Linked DNA regions of Mus musculus: region 2 is linked to region 1. A link is a contact called in public promoter capture Hi-C data. All regions are on one chromosome and are shown on one strand. Each heading gives the region's core, a stretch centred on a gene start, on an enhancer-like site or on the middle of the called end of the contact. The rest is flanking DNA. Distances are from core to core; before and after follow the strand shown. Region 1 holds the start of B4galnt4 (beta-1,4-N-acetyl-galactosaminyl transferase 4). Region 2 holds the start of Irf7 (interferon regulatory factor 7).

Evidence for each region. Capture Hi-C pulls out chosen DNA fragments and counts their contacts.
Region 2: a contact with region 1 is called in a promoter capture Hi-C map of liver. The contact joins the promoter of Irf7 here to the promoter of B4galnt4 in region 1. A contact is called at or near these places in 2 of 115 datasets of contacts at active chromatin or transcription factors (effector CD8 T cells and embryonic stem cells) and 3 of 9 other capture datasets (adipose tissue, liver and pancreatic islet).

Annotation. Positions count from the first base shown.
Region 1 is chr7:141,057,935-141,064,434 of GRCm38.p6, forward strand. B4galnt4 (beta-1,4-N-acetyl-galactosaminyl transferase 4) reads left to right here and starts at 3,044. Exons shown (of 20, transcript NM_177897.4): 1 at 3,044-3,490; 2 at 5,903-6,006; 3 at 6,344-6,439. The coding sequence starts at 3,340. Gm39114 (a long non-coding RNA gene) reads right to left here and starts at 3,105. Exons shown (of 2, transcript XR_881000.2): 1 at 2,864-3,105; 2 at 518-1,070.
Region 2 is chr7:141,263,469-141,269,968 of GRCm38.p6, forward strand. Irf7 (interferon regulatory factor 7) reads right to left here and starts at 2,956. Exons shown (of 10, transcript NM_016850.3): 1 at 2,922-2,956; 2 at 2,155-2,576; 3 at 1,909-2,071; 4 at 1,607-1,823; 5 at 1,257-1,315; 6 at 1,025-1,187; 7 at 755-847; 8 at 191-580; 9 at 1-106. The coding sequence starts at 2,168. Cdhr5 (cadherin-related family member 5) reads right to left here. Exons shown (of 15, transcript NM_001114322.1): 14 at 6,389-6,500; 15 at 5,617-6,143. The coding sequence ends at 5,682.

The DNA of each region.
Region 1 (6,500 bases), core at 1,794-4,293:
CCTTCAGTCCTAGACAAATACGAGAAGGTTCTACCAGGGGACACATCATATAAAAGGCTGTTATAGCAGGAGATCTACAGAGAGAATGGTCTCTGTGCTGCTCAGGATGCTAGTCCCCTCAAGGAGAGATCAAGGCTATGGTGTAGTGACTCAGAAAGGCAGAGATTCCTTGAGGGTGTTTCTTAGCGCCTCTAAGTTCCATGGAAAACAACTACAAGAATTCAGATCCATCTTGTACAAACAAAACTGCTAATACCATAGACTGTTTTTTTAGGAATCCAGGCTTAGGCTTTCCCCACACCAGTCAAAGAACCTCAGCCTTTTCTGAGTCCAAAGATATTAGAATGTCCCATCAAAAGGGTAGATGTTGGGGCTAAAGAGATGGCTCAACACTTAAGAGCACTGACTGCTCTTCCAGAGGACCTGGGTTCAACTCCCAGCACCCACATGGCCGCTCGCAACTATCTGTAACACCAAGATCCAACACCCTCACACAGACATACATTCAGGCAAAACATCAATGCACATAAAATAAAAATAAATATTGAAAAAAGAAAGGTAGTCACCAATGCCATTACAACTCCATGACTGAATGGCAAGTGCTTTCCCTTCCCCTCCGATAATCAATTCCTTTGCCTCCTTTTTCCTTCCCCTGCTTCCCTCCCATCTAACACAACCCAGAATTGCATTGGCTAATGTTTCTATGTTCTCATCATTTAGCTCTTGAACATGTTCAAGGAGTGTGACTCAGCTGCAAGAATGACTAGCCTCCAAAGGTGAATGTGAAATTCTGACCCGGTTTCTCGGGAGATGCAGCCTGTTTTGGTTAGAGAGTTTAACCATGGCTCTGCTTTGGTTAAACATAGTTGCAGGAGGCAAAGAGATGACTCAGCAGTTAAAAGCGCTGCAGATGACTCAGGTTGAGTTCCCAGCACCAGCACGGCGGTTTAAAAGCAGTTCCAGGAGATGCAACACCATTTTCTGGCCTCTGTAGGCACTGGGCACACAGGTGGTAGACCAGACACGCATGCAGACAAGACATCCATATACATAAAACAATGAATTAAAATCTGTAAAAAAAAAAAAAAAAAAAGACAAATACAGTTGGGTTTTTGTTTGTTTGAAGTGCATACGTTCATCAATAGATCCTGTTGTCGTGCTGTCTGCTTGGTTAGACTGAAACATTTCCTTCTGTGGTTGGGGTGAGATGTGGTCTCGGCCAGATGTGTTAGCAAGGGGAACCGCTGTCTAGCTGATCACGGTTTGCTGACTCCTCAGTTGTTCTGCCTTACCCTACTTGCTTTACCGACTCTAGATGAAGAGAGGAGAGTCTTGGGCTTGGGTCGCCTACAGGGCCCTGAACTCTTCCCTGCTAGTGCACTTCTCTGCCCAAACGCTTTGCTTGCTTCCCAACATTTGCTTTCTTAAACAAAACAAAACAAAACAAAACAAAACAAAACAAAACAAAAAATGCTATTTGTCGGGCAGTGGTGGCTCATGCCTTTAATCCCAGCACTTGGGAGGCAGAGGCAGGTGGATTTCTGAGTTCAAGGCCAGCCTGGTCTACAGAGTGAGTTCCAGGACCGCCAGGGCTACACAGAGAAACCCTGCCTCAAAAACCAAAACCAAACCAAAACAAAACAAAACAAAAACAAATCAGAACAACAACAAACATTATTTGTTTTCTGCCTCTGTCCAGTAAACATAAGACAGCAGAGACCCTCTCTTTTCTTCTTCTTGTTCTTCTCTATTGCTCCCTCAAGTCTTCCTGTTGTAAAGATGTCTTTTAGCTGGATGACTAGGAAGATGAAAAAGTAGCTACAACAAGCTGGTGTGTGCTGAGACAATGTTCAGGATATAAACAAGTGCAGGCATCAGAAACAAAGTCAGGACAGGAAACCAGCTGATGAGAACAGCAGCTGATGCCTGGAAGAAAGTTAAAACAAAACAAAACAAAACAAAAAAACCCGACAGAAACAATTAAAAAGTTTTTTTTTTAAAGAAAGAAATGTGGCCAATTTGATTTTATGTCCCAAGGATACATAGTGATGGTGGGGTAATGTTAAAAACAAAGGCAAGCCAGGTGTGGTGACACATGCCTTGAATCCCAGCACTCAGGAGGCAGAGGCAAGCAGCGGTCTAAGAGCTCCAGGCCAACTAAGGCTACACAGTGAGACACTGTCTCAAAACAACACAAACTAAACAAAACCAGCAAAGCCACCTTGCAAACAGCACAGTGGTGCATGTGGTATGGGAAGGCTCCCTTGCCTACTGAGCTGGAGGCCACCCCTTAGAACAGACACTGGAAGTTGCCCAGTCATCTCCACTGGGGCACACCCACCCAGGGTGCGAAGGTCTCTAAGAGATTCCATCTCCTTCCAATGGCTTCTTTCTACTTAAGGCCATGGCATCACGGAGGAAGGGAGACTATTTAAATGTCCAGTCCCCATTCCTAACCCACGAGCTCTGCAGGCTCACAGCAGCTTCTGCTACACCAACTGAAGTACCCTGGTCATTAGGCTGGAACCTCAAAGAGAAGCGGCTGGTGGTAAGGTGGGAGAGAGGTGGTAGTCAGGAGGGCTGGGATGCACCAGCTAGAAAGCGAATGGAGTGCACAACTGAAGCTATCTGGATAGAACCACCCTCCACCCACCTGTCCTTCCTTACAGCTAGCCGAGAACATCCCAGCCTCGTTTTAGTCCGACTGAGAGGAAGGCTGAGCTCCTTCTCTGCGTGCTCATTATTCCCAGCGTTTTCCCAGACACGCAGCCGGATTCCCGCAGCACCCCTCGTCCCTGCCATGGCCTCCACAGTAACAACGACCTCTTACATCCCTCTCCCCGACGTCCCTGGTGTCCCTCACCGCAGATTCGGTCCCCACAACCCCCGCATCCCCGGGCGCGCGGCCGGCGAACACCAGGTGAATGCGCGCGTCGTGTGGATCATTGGCACACCCTAACGCGCCACCCCGCCTCCGAGCATCACGGATTGGTTGTACGCGGGCTGGCCGCGGCCGATTGGCTCGGGCACCGCGACCATCGGTCCCGTTTCACGCTGGGTAGCACCGCAGCGTGGATGCTGCTCGGTCCCGCGGCGTCCAGAGGAGCGTGAGCAGCCGGGAGGGGCGGGCGGGGGAGCGCCTCAAGGAGCCGCTCCCGCCGCCCACCCCGACCGCGGCCTGAGCAGCCCGGGAGTAGTGGCCGAATCCCGTAGTCCCCGCAGCGGACAAAGGACCATGCGGTGCTGCAGGCGCTAAGCGCAGCAGGGTGGGCCGGGGGATGTGGGGCGGGGCAGGCGGGGCCGGGGGGCCGCAGCGACGCCCCTGATTGTGGCGCCGCGATGCCGTGGTTCCCGGTGAAGAAGGTCCGCAAGCAGATGAAGCTGCTGCTGCTGTTGCTGCTGCTCACCTGCGCCGCGTGGCTCACGTATGTGCACCGGAGCCTGGTGCGCCCGGGCCGCGCGCTACGCCAGCGGCTGGGCTACGGGCGAGGTACGCGATGGCGCGTAGCGAGAGGGCCCGGACCTCCCAAGGCCTGGGGGTCTGACTGCCCAGAGCCCCTGCTGTCCTGCTCCTCCCAGCTCAGCTATATTGGGGGAGGGGTCGCGGTTCTGTTCGGCGGGACGCCCAGTGACGTCAGCAGTAACGCCAGGGACCCTCGGGGCTCATCCCTACCTTTTCCGACCCTGGAATCTGGCTTAGATCCGGTGGTGATGGAGTTAACGGTGGGCCCTTGGGGGAACCGGTGCCCTCAGCTAAGAGGCTTGTCAGGCCATTGCCTACTTAGCAGGGCCTCGGTTTCCTCATCTTCTGGAAGGTGGGGAGGTAAGGGTGGTGTTGAGGGATCCAGCTGCCTAGAGTGGCCAGAGCAGCTGGAAACCCTGGGTACACCTGTGAGTGAACTGAGATGTCTGTGTGCTAGGGACCAATGCTAACTTGAGTAAATGCTTGCTGTAGTTTGCACGTTTAAGAGTGGTCAGAGGATGTACAAAGCAACTTAGGCCTGTGGGTAAGAATCCGGGGAGAACCTCTGGAGTTGGTGGCCATTGGACCCACACCTTGGGGGAAAACTCTCCAGAGCAGGGTGAACATCAATGACAGCTAGGTAGAGAAAGACCAGGGAATGAGCCTGGAGAAGCCTAACCAAGCCACGTAGAGCTCAGCCCCATCTTTGTGAGGGAAGCTGGTGAGCTGAGGAGGGGAGCAAGTATCTCTCCTCTCAAAGTCTCAGAGCAGTGACACTGGCTCACTATGTTCTGGTCCAGTCCACCTGATGGATCCAGAACTCCCTTTTCAGCCCTGCACCTGTCTCCTGCCTGCAGAGGCCCTCTGCCTCTTCTTATGCCTGGACAACTGTTTCCAGACATCTTCCAGCAGATCCTGGGCCAAGGATCTGAGACAGATCCCAGCCCTCAAGAAAGTCTATGGGTCATCCCAAACCATGTACCTTATTAGCTGTGACGTCTTCAAGATATCCTGCCACAGCTCTATCCCGAAGAGATAAGTCTGGACTCAGAGCTGACCCAGTACCCAATAAAGCCAGCTCCCACCAGCTGCCCTTGTGGGTTCAGCTGACTTCCTGAGCAATTTGTTTCTGTCTGAGACCAACCAGGAAGGAATGAAGACAGGGAACCCCACTGTTGAAGATTGATCACGAGGGCAGCTGGCTCTGACTCCTCCTAGGTGGGTAGGATCTATTCTGGATCCTGGAAGATCAGTCCTGCCCAATGGCACTGCTAGAAGCAGCCTGGGCGGCACAGATGGGGCCCCAGCCACACACTCTCTTCTCTGGGCTGAAGGCCATCTCCTGTCTGGCCACCTGGGACCCACCAGGCACCACAAGGCATGTGAGAAATTGGGTAGCTGCAAGCGCCTGAGACTTTCCTGACAGTGTCGTCAGTCTTCAGAGCTGGCAACGTTCAGCGGGTGTCCAGCAGCCTGTGCGTATAGATACCTCCAAGTGAGGGTGGGGCAGATAACTGTCCCTTTGTGCTGAGGCTTAGCCTGAGCTGAGAGCCCACTACAGAAAGTTCCCAGTATACTCAAAATGCCTGGACTTAGCTTGATGGGCTGTGGGTATCCAGGCCAGGCTCCAGGACGTTGACCAGGAGTCTTGCTTGCTCACTTCCTGGCTTCTCAAGGAAGGATCTAGAATGTGGAGCACCGCCAAAATTTCAAGGGAAGAGACCACACAGGCAGCCCCTCACCTAGAGACAGTTCAGGCTCATCTGGTATCAGCTGTACCTTTCCAGTAGCCTGGCTTCTGAGATCAGCAAGGAGGGACAGATGTGAATGCAAGGTGTGACTTTGAAAAAGGAGGGATTCCTGGATCTAGTGTCTCATTGGGAGCACCAAGAGGGACAGGATTGGGATAGAATGAAACCTCCTGCCTTTGGAGACTCAAGTCCCAAAGAGTGGACACCCAGGAGTGCAGTGGGCATGCTACTTAGGGAGAAGGTCCAAGAAGTGGGACAAAACAAGGTATAGGAGTAGTCTACTCCAAGCTGGAGGAACTGTGGTGGACATGTCTTCACATAGATCTGGAGAGAGAGGAGGCAAACACCCTAGCACGTGGGAAGGACATCAAGGGTGCTAGGCCATCTGCAATTCTTCCCAAGGCAAAGCCATTCTGAGAGGATCACCAGATGGGTGTGAGTGTGTACAGTTTCACACTAGCCTGAGTATATATAGCCCTGCTCCTCGCTCTCATTAGGGACTGGAGAAAGCTGGTAAAAGACTCTTGCTTTGTATTGCCCACCCAAGGTAGGGTCTAGAAGGCACCCAAATGATGGAAGCGGAAGTGTTCAGCAGTCCTTCTTGCCCCACCCCTCCAGCTGACCCCCAACAACAAAGATAATGGCCTTAAGGAGTCTGAGCTCTAACACGCCTCATATGCGTCTGCAGATGGGGAGAAGCTGACCGGTGTGACCGATAGCCGCGGAGTCCGAGTGCCATCGTCCACACAGAGGTCGGAGGACTCGAGTGAAAGTCATGAAGAGGAGCAGGCGGTAAGGAGTGGCCGAGAAAAACCTAGTCACAAGGAGCCACCCTCTAGGATGGGTAGATATGACCCTGGGTTGTATGTGAGTTTCAGCATCCCAGCCTGGATACAGGGTCCGGGTAGTCACTGAGTGGTATGCATCTGTTGTGCATCCAGTCAGTGGCTACATAACTGTCTGGGCAGATCTGCTGAGGGTATCTGTGTGGGAGAGTGCTTAGGTGGTGAGACTGGATGTGCAAAAGGGAAACCATGAAGTTCTACTCTGCTGTGTGTGCCCAGATGGACTGTGCAGTTGTGACACTTCCTGCCTTTAGAACTCTGATATGGCTCTTTCTTTCCTGCAGCCCGAGGGGCGGGGCCCAAACATGCTGTTTCCTGGAGGACCTAGGAAGCCACCCCCACTGAACCTCACCCACCAGACACCCCCATGGCGGGAAGAGGTAAGCTCTGTTGGGCTGGGCTGGCCTGGGCTGGGAGGAAGGGTGGGGCAGACTGTATAAC
Region 2 (6,500 bases), core at 1,706-4,205, 210 kb after region 1:
AGGGTCTTCTCCTTGGGCCTCCCTGCTGACAAGTCTTGCCCAAAACCCAGGTAGATGGTGTAGTGTGGTGACCCTTGCCGCCTCCGAGCCCGAAACTCCTCCAGTTCTGTTAAGGAGATAGCTCTGGTGAGCAGGTTAAGAAAGGCTCCAGGCCCCAGAGGACAGCACCCCAGCCAGACACCTTACTGACCTCGGAAGAAAGTGCTGAAGTCGAAGATGGGGGTGTGGCGGTTGCGCTCCAGCAGCTGGGGTGGGGTGGAGGGGCCGGTAGTGCCCATAGGGCTGCCTACCTCCCAGTACACCTTGCACTTGCCCATACGCAGGGCCCACAGTGACGGTCCTCGAAGCTCCAGCTGAAGGCCGGGAGACACATGCTGGAGAAGCGTCTCTGTGTAGTGCAGCTGCTTCTGATCTGGGAGCTCAGCAGGACTGGGAAAGATCACCGGCTGGGGCTCTGAAGTTCTTACTGCTGGGGCCATGGGGCTGTACAGGAACACGCATCTGGGGTGCCCCACCACTGCCTGTAGCACTGTGCGGCCCTTGTACATGATGGTCACATCCAGGAACCCAAGGCTGCGCTCTGTGTATAGACCATGCTGTGAGTGGTAGGTTTGGGTGGAGCATTTTGTCCCATGCCCCCTGCCAAGGACCCATTCACCTCCTACTGAGATGCAGGTGTGAAGGAGCAGTAGGGCAGAATTCTGCCCGGGAGGCTAGGAAAAGCTGTGCTAGCGCCTCCGCTCTAGATCCTCACCGGTGAGAGCTGGCTGTTGAGGCCTGGGACTGGGGACAGCTTCCACCTGCCATGCTGCATAGGGTTCCTCGTAAACACGGTCTTGCTCCTGGCCTGAGGGCAAATTGGAGCTGCCTGTCCATCTTAGCCCAGCTTCCCACCCCTGTCATTTTAACATCCTTATCTTTCCTCCTCCCAGCAAGGACTCTGTTGTCCTCCCTCTCATACAGCCTTGGGCAGATGGGTGTTCTCTAGCTTAGCCCCAGCTCTGTAACAGTAACTGCCTCTCACCAGGAGCCTGTGGTGGGACGGGGTCTGCCCCAGACTCGGATTCCAGTATGTGGCTGTACTGCAGAACCTGAAGCAAGAGGTCCCCGGCATCACTAGAAAGCAGAGGGCTTGGGGTTTGGAGCCCAGCATTTTCTCTTGCCAGAAATGATCCTGGGGACACACCCTGTAATAGACAGCATAGTGGTAGGCACCTGCCGATCCCCCACACCTAGGAAGGATGGACCAGATGTACCTGTGTGGGCAGAGCATTGCTGAGGCTCACTTCTTCCCTATTTTCCGTGGCTGGGCCCACTGAGGGAGAGGAGTGGGGAGGGGAGATTTGGTTACGATGCCCAAGCAGTTCCAAAAGTTCTCTATTTCTCATACCCTCTGTTCCCAAACCACCAGGTACCTCACTCAGCCCAAGGCTCTGACTTAGCAGGAAGTGTGCACTCCCCCTCCACCCCGACACACACACACTTTGGAAGGAGAGGAACTGAATCTACAACTAGTTTCAAAAACCACAAATCAAACCATTGAAACCACCAAAATGACAGAGGCCATGTACCTCCCTGGCCCATCCCTGTTTGTGGCACTGCTCACCAGTAGATCCAAGCTCCCGGCTAAGTTCGTACACCTTATGCGGATCAACTGGATCCCCTGAATTGTCTTGGCGCAAGATAAAACGCCCTGTGCTGTGGAGTGCACAGCGGAAGTTGGTCTTCCAGCCTCTTCGCTCTCTTCGCTCAGCAGCCTCAGCCTCTGGGGGTGGCAGGTTAACTCCACTAGGTGGCCACCTCCCTCGGGCCACAGCCCAGGCCTGAAGGAGAGGAGAGAGCATGGGTTGAGGCTGGATTCCCCCAGGAGTTCTGGCAGATTATAAAGAGGGCAGGACTGGGTACCACCTTGAAGATCTGTGCATCTTCTTCATCCAGATCCCTACGACCGAAATGCTTCCAGGGTACGCGGAAGACTGTGCGAGCCTCGTTCAGCCACTGCAGCCCCTCGTACTGGCCGCTGCTGACCTCCCCCAATAGCCAGTCTCCAAACAGCACTCGCTGGACCCCCCTGCAGGCAGAGCAGCCACGCTGGGGTTAGGGCTAATGTAAGGGACACAGGACCCAATACAACCAGGGTAGACATGTTCTCACCTCACTTCAGCCATTGCTCCGTCTACACAGGCAGTCTGGGAGAATCAAAGTAGATGCTACTACTCTGTGATGCCTTGTAGTCACTGGAGCAGTCAGCTATTGCAAATAAGGCCCCTTGGGTGCCTCTATGGTTTTAGGTTGTAGCCACAGATAGTGTGACCAAGTTTCACAAATGTGTTTTAAACGTTACAAGTGTTGGTAACAGGTAGGAATTTCAGTTTCACAAGTGTGACCCAGGTATTAGGGTGTTGAGGGTCACAGATGAGGTTTGAGAACTTGTGGTCACCTAGGTTCAGAACTCAGTGTAGATTCCTCTGCCAAGGTGGCTGTAGATGTGACTACAGATGTAGCGGGAGCGCACACGTGATGTCACAGGTGTTAATCCAGCGTCCGAGCCTGGATGGGCTGTCACAGGCTGGACCCTGCGAAGACACAAAAGGGGCGGGCCCAGACGAGTAAAACGAAACTGCATCTCAGGAAAATGAAACCTAAACAGTCTAAACAGCGCCCGGTAGCTGCTGGCTTCCCGCTGTCTCCACTGTCTCCATGCCTACCAGTGCAGTCCTCAAACTACACCCGACCCTTACTCAGATCCCAATCCCTGCAGACCCAATTGCAAATCCTGCCGGGACGTCTGCCCTCCTGTTTCCCCCGAGCTTCTCTTCACTGCCCTTCACTGATCACTCACTACTCTGTAGAGGGGACAAGAATTTCCCCTGTGGCACTAGCTCACCTCCCTCCCCGAGTGGCCCAAGAGTCCCACATACCTGGTACCGGAGCCGCCGGGACGGGTTTTATCTCAGTGAAAAGGAGGGTGCCAGTGCTTTTATAGTACTTCGGGCAGAGGCGGGGCAGAGCCCAGGCAGGGTGTGGCTTAAGGGCTCCAGACGTCACTAGGGTGTCACTAGTTTGTAGCACTCAATTGCAAATCCTTCCCTCCTGTTCCCCCCCCACCCCCCAGCTTCTCTTCACTGCCCTTCACTGATCACTCTCTCAGATTCAGTCTTCCAGGCTCTTTGTAGATTCAATGAGAGAGGCTGACCCTGCTTTGGACAGAACAGCCATGTCTTGGAGGACAGTAAGAATAGTAAGTAGGTGGAGGTCTATCTGCCAGGCTCAGCCCCTGGTGGAAGTGTGGGAAAGGTCTTTCCCCAGGACCTCTTCAGGAAAGCACATTGGGACAAGGCAGGGATACCCACAACAGTCAGTAGGTTTTGTTTGTTTATTTGTTTTGTTTAGCTGGCTGAAAAAAATCTTAGAAAGTGGAGTCTAAAGAGAGACTATGGTACAATTTGGCTTAACACTGAGAATGGTACAGATAAGAATATACCATCTGGGGGCTGGTGAGATGGCTCAGCAGGTCAGAGCACGACTGCACTTCTGAAGGTCCTGAGTTCAAATCCCAGCAACCACAAGGTGGCTCACAACCATCCGTAACAAGATCTGACTCCTTCTTCTGGTGTGTCTGAAGACAGCTACAGTGTACTTACATATAATAAATAAATAAATCTGAAAAAAAAAGTAAACTGGGCATGGTGGTGCACGCCTTTAATCCCAGCACTTGGGAGGCAGAGGCAGGCAGATTTCTGAGTTCGAGGCCAGCCTGGTCTACAAAGTGAATTCCAGGACAGCCAGGGCTACACAGAGAAACCCTGTCTCAAAAAACAAACAAACAAAAAACAACAACAACAACAACAAAAGTATACCATCTGGGAAGAATATACCATCTGGACAGAGGTTGAAGCAGAAGGATTGAGGCCAACCTGTGTTATAGAGTAAGACCCTGGAAGCTGAAGAGGCAGCTCAATAGTTAAGAGCCCTGGCTGCTCTTCCAGAAGTCCTCAGTTCAATTCCCAGCAACCATACGGTGGCTCACAACCATTTTTAATGGGACCTGATGCCCTCTTCTGGCACACAACTAAATATATATAATATATCTCCACAGTCAAGGGTTGTGTCCATCCTTCTTCAGAGAATCTTTTGTTTTGTTTTGTTTTGTTTTTGTTTTTTGAGACAGGGTTTCTCTGTGTAGCCCTGGCTGTCCTGGAACTCACTCTGTAGACCAGGCTGGCCTCAAACTCAGAAATCCACGTGCCTCTGCCTCCCAAGTGCTGGGGTTAAAGGCGTGCGCCACCCACCATACCTGGCCAAAGAAGCTTCTTATTGCAGTGGGTAGACCTTTAGGGAAGGGGGTGTCCTTTATTCAGTGATTAAATTGTCCTTGTTCCAGCTGGGTCAAGAAGCTAGAACTAAGAAATAGCTTAGTGGTTAGGGGCACGAACTGCTCTTCCTAGACAACAGGGGTTCAAATCCAGCACCCACATGGCAGCTCACAACTGTAACTCCAAAATTTGACACTGTCACATAGACATGCATGTAGATCATACACTGATACACATAAAAGTAAAAATTTAAAAACACCAAAACCAAACAAAACATTTAAATAGAAACTAGTTAAACTCAGAGGGATACTGAGAAGACGGAAAAGGAGGAAGGGGACTTGTTAAGAAGGCTTCCAACAAGGGGGAAAGAAAATGACAAGGGAGACTGGGGCATGGAAATCACCAGCCGAAATGAAAGTCAAAAGATACATTGTATGTATAAATGCATAAAACTGGATATTTAAAAGTATTCAGGGCTGGAGAGATGGCTCAGTGGTCAAGAGCACTGACTGCTTCACCAGAGGTCCTGAGTTCAATTCCCAGCAACCACATGGTGGCTCACAACCACCTGTAATGGGATCTAATGCCCTCTTCTGGTGTGGCTGAAGACAGTTATAGTGTACTTATATAGATAAGATAAATAAATAAGTCTTTTTAAAAAAAATAAAAGCATTCAAATACTTTGGAAAGGAGTTCAGGGTCACTTTTCATTAGAAAGCATGCCATGACTGCTGTTCAGGAAGAAGGCCAGATTGCGGGGTGCACACTGTGTGTAACTACCGTAGCCCTGGTTTTCCTCCATTCACTTACATGACCTGTAGCTTCCTATTTCTCATGTCTAAGCTTCCTGTGTGGGGCAGAGTGCCCTGTTCATTGCCAAAGCAGCCTTCCTTTTTCTTTTTCCTCAGAAAGGCTCTCTTTACATTAGGTTTGCCTTCCCTGGAACTCACTGTGGAGACTAGGTTAACCTCAAACTCAGAAAGACCTGCCTGCCTCTGCCTCACACATGCAGGGATTATGTGAGCTACCACTCTCAGCCAGATCTTTGAAATGGGCTGTGACCCTCATGAGGGTCCCAAACACCACGTCTCCCAAATGAACGTGCGTGTGGAGTGGACGGTTCTGGCTCCTTCCCCTCCCTCACGTGAAGCTGTCCATCTTGGGCAAGGAGCTGGAGCTCTCTAGCTTTCCTCTTAGCTACAGTGGGAACTTGCTTGTGGTTAGCCACCCGGAAGCCCGCAGCTGGGCGCTCACACCCATGGCACTCGTTCCCACACACCCGCCTTAAGACTCTGGAATTCGAAAGTGCTACTTTAATTAGACGAGGAAAGGGAAGTGGCTTGGGGTAGAGAGTCGGGCGCTGAGCTAGATGTAAGTGTTGTCAGCATCCACGCCAAAGCGGAGAGTCTTCTTCTGGTCAGGGTCATCATCATCGCTGCCCTCACTTCCCGAGGCACTGGCGCTGTCCACATCGGCGGTGGGCTCGTTGAGGACCACCACGTCAGCCTCTGCCCCGATGTCCTTGCCGAACCACACAGCCTTGTAGCCGCCCTCCCCCTCCGGCCGCCGCTCCTTAGTCAGGATAGACCTCACGGCTGAAGGGCTGTCCCCAGCCTGGACTGTCTTAGGAGACCCGGAAGCTTTGGGCTGAGGGCTAGGAGGTGTGGAGCTGGGGGGCGTAGGACTGGAGGACATGGGGCTAGGAGGCCGGAGGGGCGGCTGGGCAAGCTTGGGGCTCGGCTCTGGCTTCCGGTTGGGGGTGGGCGACCACTTGGCCTTGTGGTCTGGGAGGAAGGTCAGGTTGTCATAGCCACTTGGCTGTGGCTCCTAAGGGTGGAGTAAAGACAAAGGCATCAGCAGCCATGATATGACTCCCACGAGTGGAGTGCCTTCTGAACCCTCCTTCCACCGCTTGGCTCCCACTCTCTTCCCCATCCCCCTTGGTCTCAGAACACCCATCCTAGCCTACCTCCATTTCCTTCCCTAGTAAAACCCTGTTTCCCCCAGCCGTTCCCATGCATCCCTCCATGTCCCTTTTCTGTGACTCCTCAGCCCTGAGTTAGTCCCCTTACCGAAGCCTTCCCAGAGCAACAAGCGAGCCGATGTCGGTAGTGCTTATGGACGAGGATGACCAAGCAGATGAGGGCCAGCAACAGCAGTGCACCTAGCACCCCGCCCAACACT